Regions from separate parts of the Mus musculus genome. Here region 1 is linked to region 2. Evidence: chromatin contacts called from public promoter capture Hi-C data. All regions are on one chromosome and are shown on one strand. The core of a region is the stretch at or near the end of the contact, and the rest is flanking DNA. Distances in the headings are between cores, read along the strand shown.

Region 1 (4,213 bases), core at 1,115-3,614, 2.8 Mb before region 2:
TTTATCTTTTCACACAGTAGGTTTGAGTTCAGATGTAAAGTATATGAACACCTAACAATATAAAATTATATACTTTAGCAGTTTCACAAAATTTCATCCATTCTTATTGTATAAGCTTCTGTCTCATTTAGTATTGTAACTGTCATTTCTGATGTAAAAGCAGGTTGACTGAAACATTAATGTATCAGTAATTTCACAAGGCAGACTGGATGCTATTGAGATTAACTTGTTATCTTTGTCAGAGCTTTGCAATGCCTCAAGGGTTGCTGCATTGCCTAGGTTTGTCACATAATTTCAAGAAAATAAACACACTTCCCAGCTGAAGTGGCTCTAACCATATCTTCACTATGCTATGTTTTTGTTCCAACCTATCTCAGCTACTTTACAGTAGCTACATCTCAATGAAGATATCCAGGAAGAAATTTGAAAAACCAAAGAATGAAAATTTGAAAATGAAGTACAGTGGCTTGGAGTTGTGTTGACTGACATCAGTCGTTGAAGTATGGATTGCCCCCTTAGCTTCACAAATGATCCTCCTTAACAGATCTAGGGCACTTTACTAACTAGGTTCCTGGCTTTACTGTTAGTCCAATGTACAGTCCACACCTGAAGAAAGGGGAGTTTTTGATGTTGTGGTTTATTAACCAGGTACTTTCCATTCACTGTCAACAATTAGAAAACAGAAAGAAGTTTTTTAAAGAGGAGGGTTGGTGGGACCTCCTACTTGTTTTCTTTACTCCAAATAAGAAGCCGGAAACAATTAAGGAGAAAAAAATCCCCTATAGTTCACCTTGACCTGGCTGGACTGGGTCTGATGCCTGAAAAAAGTGGTGTTGTGTAAGCCACTAGTAAAAAAAAGTCGAACTGAACTTCAATACAATGAAAATTATTGGGCTCTAGGGGAAACTAGGAGCCAAGGTCTCCAGTATCAAATTAGAAAAGGAGCTCTTTCCCAAACCTAGAGAACTGTGTTTCTTCCTTCTCCTTAAGGTGTCGAGGGCGCTGACAAGACCTGGAGAGGCAATGCTACTACTTCCTTGGCTGTCCAGTTTAGCAACGCTTTAGCCTCACCCAAAACTGCAAAACTGAATTGCAAGCTTGTATTCATTCACTCTTCTGCTGCCATCTGCAACTTCTTGTTTCCTTTTACTGAGAAGGTGGCGTTTAAGGTCAAAAGATCCATTGTAACCAACAAAAGGCCAAAGAACCACAAACAGACCCTGGGAAAAAGCTAGGCTGCCCCTTTCAGGGCTGAGGGTCTACAAAAGGAACAACGAAATATATCTGACAGTAGAATACATCTTGTCTAAATCTCCAAAGTCTGGGAAGACCTCAGACAGATTTGGGATCAGACACAGGGCAAGGTCTTAAGGCTGCAAGGAAAGCGGGCAGTGAATACTCTGAGAGCAGTGTTGGGGGAGGGGAGAGGCCCCCGAAATCTACTTTGTATTCAGCAGCTGCGGGCCAGTAAGGATTCCTGAACAAAGGAGCACGCGGCAAGAGGATGAAATGTTGGGGTTCATGCTGCCACTCGAGCTGCGAGAAGTTTTCCACCTATACCGTTATGGAAGCGTTGGAACTCAGAATTGGGGGGCGAGGGGGTGAGAGAAAAGAGAACTCAGCATGCGATTCCTGTTGCGCCACTACGCACCAGGAATTCTTGAGAACGATGGGAATGGCAACTATTAGATTCGAGGGGGGAGAAAAAAGAGCTGGAGTGAGCAAAACAAAGAGCGAGTGTGGGCCGCGGTGACTTCATGCCTCACCAATGTCCCGCCCACGCTACTCCGAGCTGGAGCTGTTTGCTGCTTCTGCTGCTGCTGCTGTCCTGGGCCGCCACTGCGCTTGCTGGCGACCCAAGCAAGGAGCACTGTAGCGTGGGGAGGTTTCCTAGCAACTCTCAGCTCGGAGCACGCCCAGCCACCCGAAAGCTGGGAGCCCCCACGGGGGACCACAGAACTAGATCACCCCATCCCTGCCCATCGCCTGCCTCTCTTCCCTCTCATCCCAGAACGCATCAGCTGCCAGGGTTCTGGGTGGCCAGACGCCTGAGCCGACAGAGTCCGAGAAAGGACAAGGGTACGCAGCTCCCTCCCAGCGAGGTGCATGGAACATCCCCTTCTAGCCCAGTAAGCAACTGGGATGCCTTGTTGGTTGCCCGCGAGTGCAGACAGGAGCTTCTAGGGAGCTCGCGGAGCTGCTTCCCCAAGCTGCTGGCACCCGTGTCTCCTCTCCCGCCAATCGGAACGCTGCCGCCTGAACCTCTGCTAGCTGCGACTAAGTGGAGTTGGCCTCCCTGCCCACCTGTGGAAGAAGCTAGCACCGACTGATGCGCCAGCAACTCCCCCACCCCCTTGGCCTTCTAGCCGTCCCCTCCCACTAAAGCAGCATCACCCTGTGAATTACATTAGGGTGGTTTTCCCCCCAGCCTCAGGCTTTGTTTGGGTTTGATTGTGTTTGGCTCTTCGCTAAGCTGATTTATGCAGCAGAGCCCCATCGGCTGGGGAGAAACAAAAGCTCTTTTCTTTGTCTGGGAGCGGACTGTGGAGCCCGTACTTGCTTCGCCCCCGCGGGCCATCGGCTGTCCAAGGAGGTGCTTTTTGTTGAGACTGCAAGCCCCGCCGTGCGGAGCTGGGAGGGCCTTAAGGGCCCTGAGATGCAGAGAGCTGCCCTGGACCGAATACCTGTATCGCCTACTGAGAGCAACTGGGTCGGCCAACCCGGCCTGTCGAAAAGGTCCTAGGGACTCGCAGCCCACGGGCCTCAAGGTGCGCTCTCAAGTCGGGAGAGCGCATCAGGAAAGCAACTAGGCAGTAGGCACCGGGCGGGCTGCTTTGCATTATGTGCGGCTCGGCCCTGGCTTTTCTGACTGCTGCACTGCTCTCTCTGCACAACTGCCAGCGAGGTCCAGCCTTGGTTCTTGGGGCAGCCTGGGTATTTTCACTTGTTCTCGGACTGGGCCAAAGTGGTAAGTTATTTTACTTTGTTTTCTTCCCTTCTCCCAAAGTCTTGGGCTGGTATTGAGAGCTTATGGCCTGGGCATCCCTGACAGGTAAGTGGAAGATGTCAGTCCTGGTCAGTCCTGCTGAGACTTCAGGAGGGCAGGTGTGTAACAAAGTTCTCCATAAAGAAGCCAGGTATCAGGCATTTTCACCCCTAAGTGACAGCAATAGTCCACAGTGCTGGGAAAAGTTTATTTGAGTTGAAGTTTGGGAAAGAGTCTGTTGTACTTACAGAATGCAGTTTGGGGGTTCCAGTATTTCCTGAGGATATCACTATATAGTCTGTATTCCCCAACTTTTCACCTTAGGGGTGGAGCATCATCCACTAAGAGCCTGTGGCTAAGATGGTTTATAAAAGGAAAGAGTCTTTCATTTATTGGTCTAAGAAAGAACAAGTTTCTTCTGCCATAACATTCAGCTTGAATGAATTAATGCCCTTGAGGAATATCCATTCATGGTTTAAGCCACTGCCCTGCGGAGGGGTGGGATTGTTAAATTATTGTGGCTAAATGATCTGTCCCCTAAGTTTGGTCTCTGTTACCAAGAGGTCACCTCTCTATAAACTTTTATTGTCTTCATCTGTAAAACAGATATAGATGCCTACCTTTCCCAAGTCATTTCTAGTCAGACAGTGCATGAGAGGGGGCTTGGCACTTTAACATGTTAGCATTGTATTCTTGGTGACTCATGAAACAGAATAAGTAATAATAACAATCTAAGGATTAAATTTACCATAGAGGCCAAATGTTTTTTTTTTTTTTTTTTGCAGATGGAGTTACCATTGCCTTATTTATTTATTTATTTATTTACTTACTTACTTACTTTTCCCTTCGGGTTACTAATCCCTTAAATTTTATTAGAGACTTACTGTAGTCTCTCAACCTTAAAGGAGTTTTAATTAATAGCCTCACTTCTGTTGTAAAACTGAAATTTAGTCCTTTACTTTAAATTGGTGTGCTGGCTTTCTTCCTGAAGTTAACTAAAGTAAATACTTATATGTAAAAGTTTATAATAGAGAAGCCCAGGCAATTTCTTCTAATTATTGCATATATAGTTGTCTAGCATTAGTTTTGGGTGAGATTTTCCTAGTTGTATCAAACAGGACAAACTAGAGTCAACTTTCATTTTGTAGTTATTTTGAGACTTTGAGATTTCAAAATAAATGAAACCTAATACAAAGGAAAGAGTCACACTCCTTATCAAGTATCTTT
Region 2 (3,899 bases), core at 889-3,388:
TCACTGCACTCTGGACCTGCCAAAACTCTTCAGGTTAAAACACAGCCAGCCTTCTCCTAGTCTTAGGGAGTTCCTTCTGATCCATGGGCTCTTTGGATAACTTCTGTTTATCTTCTACTTTTTAACTCAGCCCCATTTCATTCTAAAGAATTTACCTAGCTTTTTAAAAATAAACATTCATTGAGAGAACTGTATTTTACTCGGTGACACGATTTTAGAACATCCAGGGTCAAACTACAATAAAAGTAAAACACATAACTTACATCAAGTTGAAGAAACTGCAGAAACTCTTCAACCAACTCCTTAGATACTGCTTGGATGAACGCCTCACGTTTTTCCATGACGGATGTGACTGTTCTAAGGGAGCCTTACAACCCTAGTAAGATACAATCAGACCAAAACGTAAATGTGCAAAATGTCCCGTAAGTTTTAATTTAATACAAACATTCAAGAAACTTTATACCACTACAGAAGACAGTTTATAACACTATGATACAAAACTGCAATAATCTGAAAAAAAATCTGATGATGTTATAAACAAAACATCTATGTGATCACCAATTATCAATGTAACTACAATGAAAGCAACAAGAAATTAAAACTGCCTCAGGAATCTTACTTTCTCTTACGTTTAGCCTTTTAGATGCTGGCTTGGGAAGAAAGACCTGACTTATGCAATAGGGTCAGGCTCATCTCCACATCTGAATTCTGCAGACTCCACTTCTAAAGTCCCATTCCTCCAAGAAGATCCCACCCAACAATTCTCTCTTGTTTTTCAAGAGAGAGACTTGGAAGTAAAACCACAAAAACAGCCCTGAGGTCACCTGGGAGCTTGTTAGGCAGTGCATCTGTGCCCCACTCCAGCACCCTCCCCTCCTCTGCACACCTACAGGATAATGAGAGCTCTGGGGACCTTGCTCATTCTTCTTCCTACATGTGATCTCCCAGGTAAAATGCCATCCTATTTTACCTTTACACCTGGTGCTACGATGACATACTCAAAACAAAAACCTAACAATACAGTTACAACAAATGATATTTGCAACAGGTCTTCTCATCTTAAGAATAAATTTGAAAATCTCTCATACCTTTAGAAATACAGCAATATGGAGAATTATTGGCATTAATTATAGAGTGTGAATCACAATAAATATGCATTCCTATTCTAAATTGAATAAAAGTAGAAAATAACCTCAATTTGACAACTCCTCATATTAGTAAATTTTAAATATAGCCACTTCATTCCCCGATTCAAATGGCTGAATTGTGAACCATAACTTTTTTGTGATGAATAAAATGGAGAGGGAAAGGTGGGTTGCCAGTATCACCACTTTACTAATTATGGTCACTTTGTTTACTTAAGTACATGTCTTTGGCAACTTAGTATGCCATATAATGTCTACATATGCTACTTACAAACCGTGACTCCGTATCTTGATTTTTCTCTTTCCTTAGTTCATAACTAAGTTGCTCCCTAGATCAGTCCTAGGTATAGGTTCGGGTTCCTCCCTTATGTCAGTGCAAGAATAAATCCAGCGTCTTCACCACCACGTCAGGCCCCAGTTAAGTGTCAACACTGCTGTCCTCCCTAGTCAGCTCCCCAGCCCCGTGCCAGGATCTTCCATGTCATTCTCTGGTCAGGGCTGGGGTTCTCGCTAGTCAACCCGGGTGCAGGTCTTTGGTACTACCTACTCACCCAGGCTCCTTCTCAGGGGTCTTCTCTAGTCAGACTCAGGTCTGCGTCCCCGGTCCTCCGTAGTCTGCATCAGGTCCTTGCCTGAGAGCCTCCCTACTGTGCGCAGGTCATTTTCCGGAGTCCTCGCCAGTCACACTCGGGCCCTCTCCCGGGGTCGTCCTAGTCTGAGGTCCTACCTAGTGAACCCGGGTTCCAGGCTGAGATCCTCCCTGGCGAGCCCCGCTTCTCGGTCTGGGATCCTTCCCAGTCAGCCGGGGGATCCCGCTCTGCCCTCCCGCAGCACCTCCCGCTCCACAAGCGCTCGAAACCGATGGCGGCCGCGGACGTGAGACCCGCGACGGTGTCCGCCGCCCAGCCGCGGTCGCCGGCCGCCGAGTCCTACTCACCTCCCACCCAACTCACCGCGCGGCGCTCACCTCACCACAGACCCATAGTTTCCCGCGCTCGGACCAGATTCAAACACACCCGCGTATACCCCGGACGCTCCCGCCCTCCACCCCGTCACCAGTCGCCGCTCTCACGAGATCTGACGCCGTCCCGGCCACGCCCATATCCCCCACAGCTCTGCAGCCAGGCTCCGCCCCCAAGGCCCAAGCACCGCCTCCTGGGCGTGACTCAGAGCCTCTGGCGGGAGTCTCTTTAGCGCGCTCACGGGATGCGCAGGCGCAGAGCTGCTGGCTGTGTTTCCCGCCCTCCGCCCACACACACCCACCTTCCTTGGGAGCGCTGCTGTTGCTTCTGTGTTCCTTGCCAGCTGCTCGGTGAGACGTCACGCTGATATCAGACGGAGGAGGGAGAGCAAGTCCGAGACTGCTCAAGTGGTAACCAAGAAGATTCTTGAAGAAATCCTGCCTCGGTTCGGGATCCCTAAGGTAATCGGCTCAGACAATGGGCCCGCATTTGTTGCCCAGGTAAGTCAGGAATTGGCCACACAATTGGGGACTAATTGGAAGTTTCTAAGTGTGCTTATAGGCCCCAGAGCTCAGGACAGGTAGAAAGAATGAGTAGGACTTTAAAAGAGACCCTTACTAAATTAGTCATGGAGACCGGCGGAAAGGACTGGGTGACTCTCCTTCCCTTTGCGCTCCTCAGGGTCCGAAACACTCCTGGACATTTCGGTCTTACCCCTTATGAGATTCTCTTTGGGGGACCGCCTCCCTTAACTGAGTCAGGTGGGATATTGGATCTTGGCACTGACTCATCCTCACCCTCTGCTCTTTTTGCTCACCTAAAGGCCCTAGAGGTTGTTAAAACACAGATCTGCAACCAGATCAGAGAAGCCTACACTCCGGGAACCATAGCAGTGCCTCACGGGTTCCAGGTTGGAGACTCAGTCTTGGTCAGACGACATCGCACTGGCACGCTTGAGCCCCGGTGGAAAGGACCGTATCTGGTGCTGTTGACCACCCCCACGGCAGTAAAAGTAGACGGGATCGCTGCTTGGATCCATGCCTCCCACGTCAAAAAGGCACCCAGCCAAGATGAAGACAACTGGATGGTGGCAGCCACTGACAATCCTCTTAAGCTTCGCTTGGGTCACAGGAGTCACCCTGGGCCTAAAGAACCACAACCCACACCAGCCTCTGACTCTAACTTGGCAAGTTCTCGGTCCTGATTCGGATCAGGTCTTGTTTACCACCTCCAAAACAGCGCCGCCAGGGACATGGTGGCCAGACCTAGCCTTCTGCCTCAAACAGATAATTCCAGCTGCTAGAAGCACTCCCCCTAATCTAGTAAGAAGCTATGGATTCTACTGCTGCCCAGAGCACAGCAAGTGGTCCTTATGCGGAGGGTCAGCCTCCTATTATTGTGGCCAATGGAATTGTGTTACTTCCAACGATGGTGATTGGAAATGGGCTAGTGGTCATGTTCCTGACAGGGCTGAGTTCTCTTTTCAGAACTCAGGGCCTGGAAAGCACACCGTAATGGAACTGTATAAAAGGGCTGACTGTCGCCCCGATGATTTAGACAGAGTACTGATCAAATTTACAGACACAGGAAAAAAATATGACATCAAGGCATGGATAAGGGGCATGCGGTGGGGATTAGTTTTTTATGACTATAGTGGAAAGCCTGGGTCATCAGTCATGGTTCGTTTGAGCCTCAGTAGCCCCCGACCCAACCAGTAGGACCTAACCCTGTTCTAGTTGAAAAGCCTTCGTTACTGCTTCCCAGGCCTACCATCCCTGGGTCTCCATCAGAC

The links. Promoter capture Hi-C pulls out the DNA fragments that hold promoters and counts their contacts.
Region 1: a contact with region 2 is called in a promoter capture Hi-C map of hippocampal neurons, with 7 times the contacts expected there. The contact joins the promoter of Itgb8 here to the promoter of Ncapg2 in region 2. A contact is called at or near these places in 3 of 39 promoter capture datasets (the 3T3-L1 cell line, cranial neural crest and hippocampal neurons).

What each region holds. Positions count from the first base shown.
Region 1 is chr12:119,236,427-119,240,639 of GRCm38.p6, reverse strand. Itgb8 (integrin beta 8) reads left to right here and starts at 2,364. Exons shown (of 14, transcript NM_177290.3): 1 at 2,364-2,968. The coding sequence starts at 2,842.
Region 2 is chr12:116,403,675-116,407,573 of GRCm38.p6, reverse strand. It overlaps Ncapg2 (non-SMC condensin II complex, subunit G2), which reads right to left and starts at 2,138. Exons shown (of 29, transcript NM_133762.4): 1 at 2,113-2,138; 2 at 1,697-1,872; 3 at 264-376. The coding sequence starts at 341. D430020J02Rik (RIKEN cDNA D430020J02 gene) reads left to right here and starts at 2,413. Exons shown (of 2, transcript NR_028421.1): 1 at 2,413-2,607; 2 at 2,931-3,899.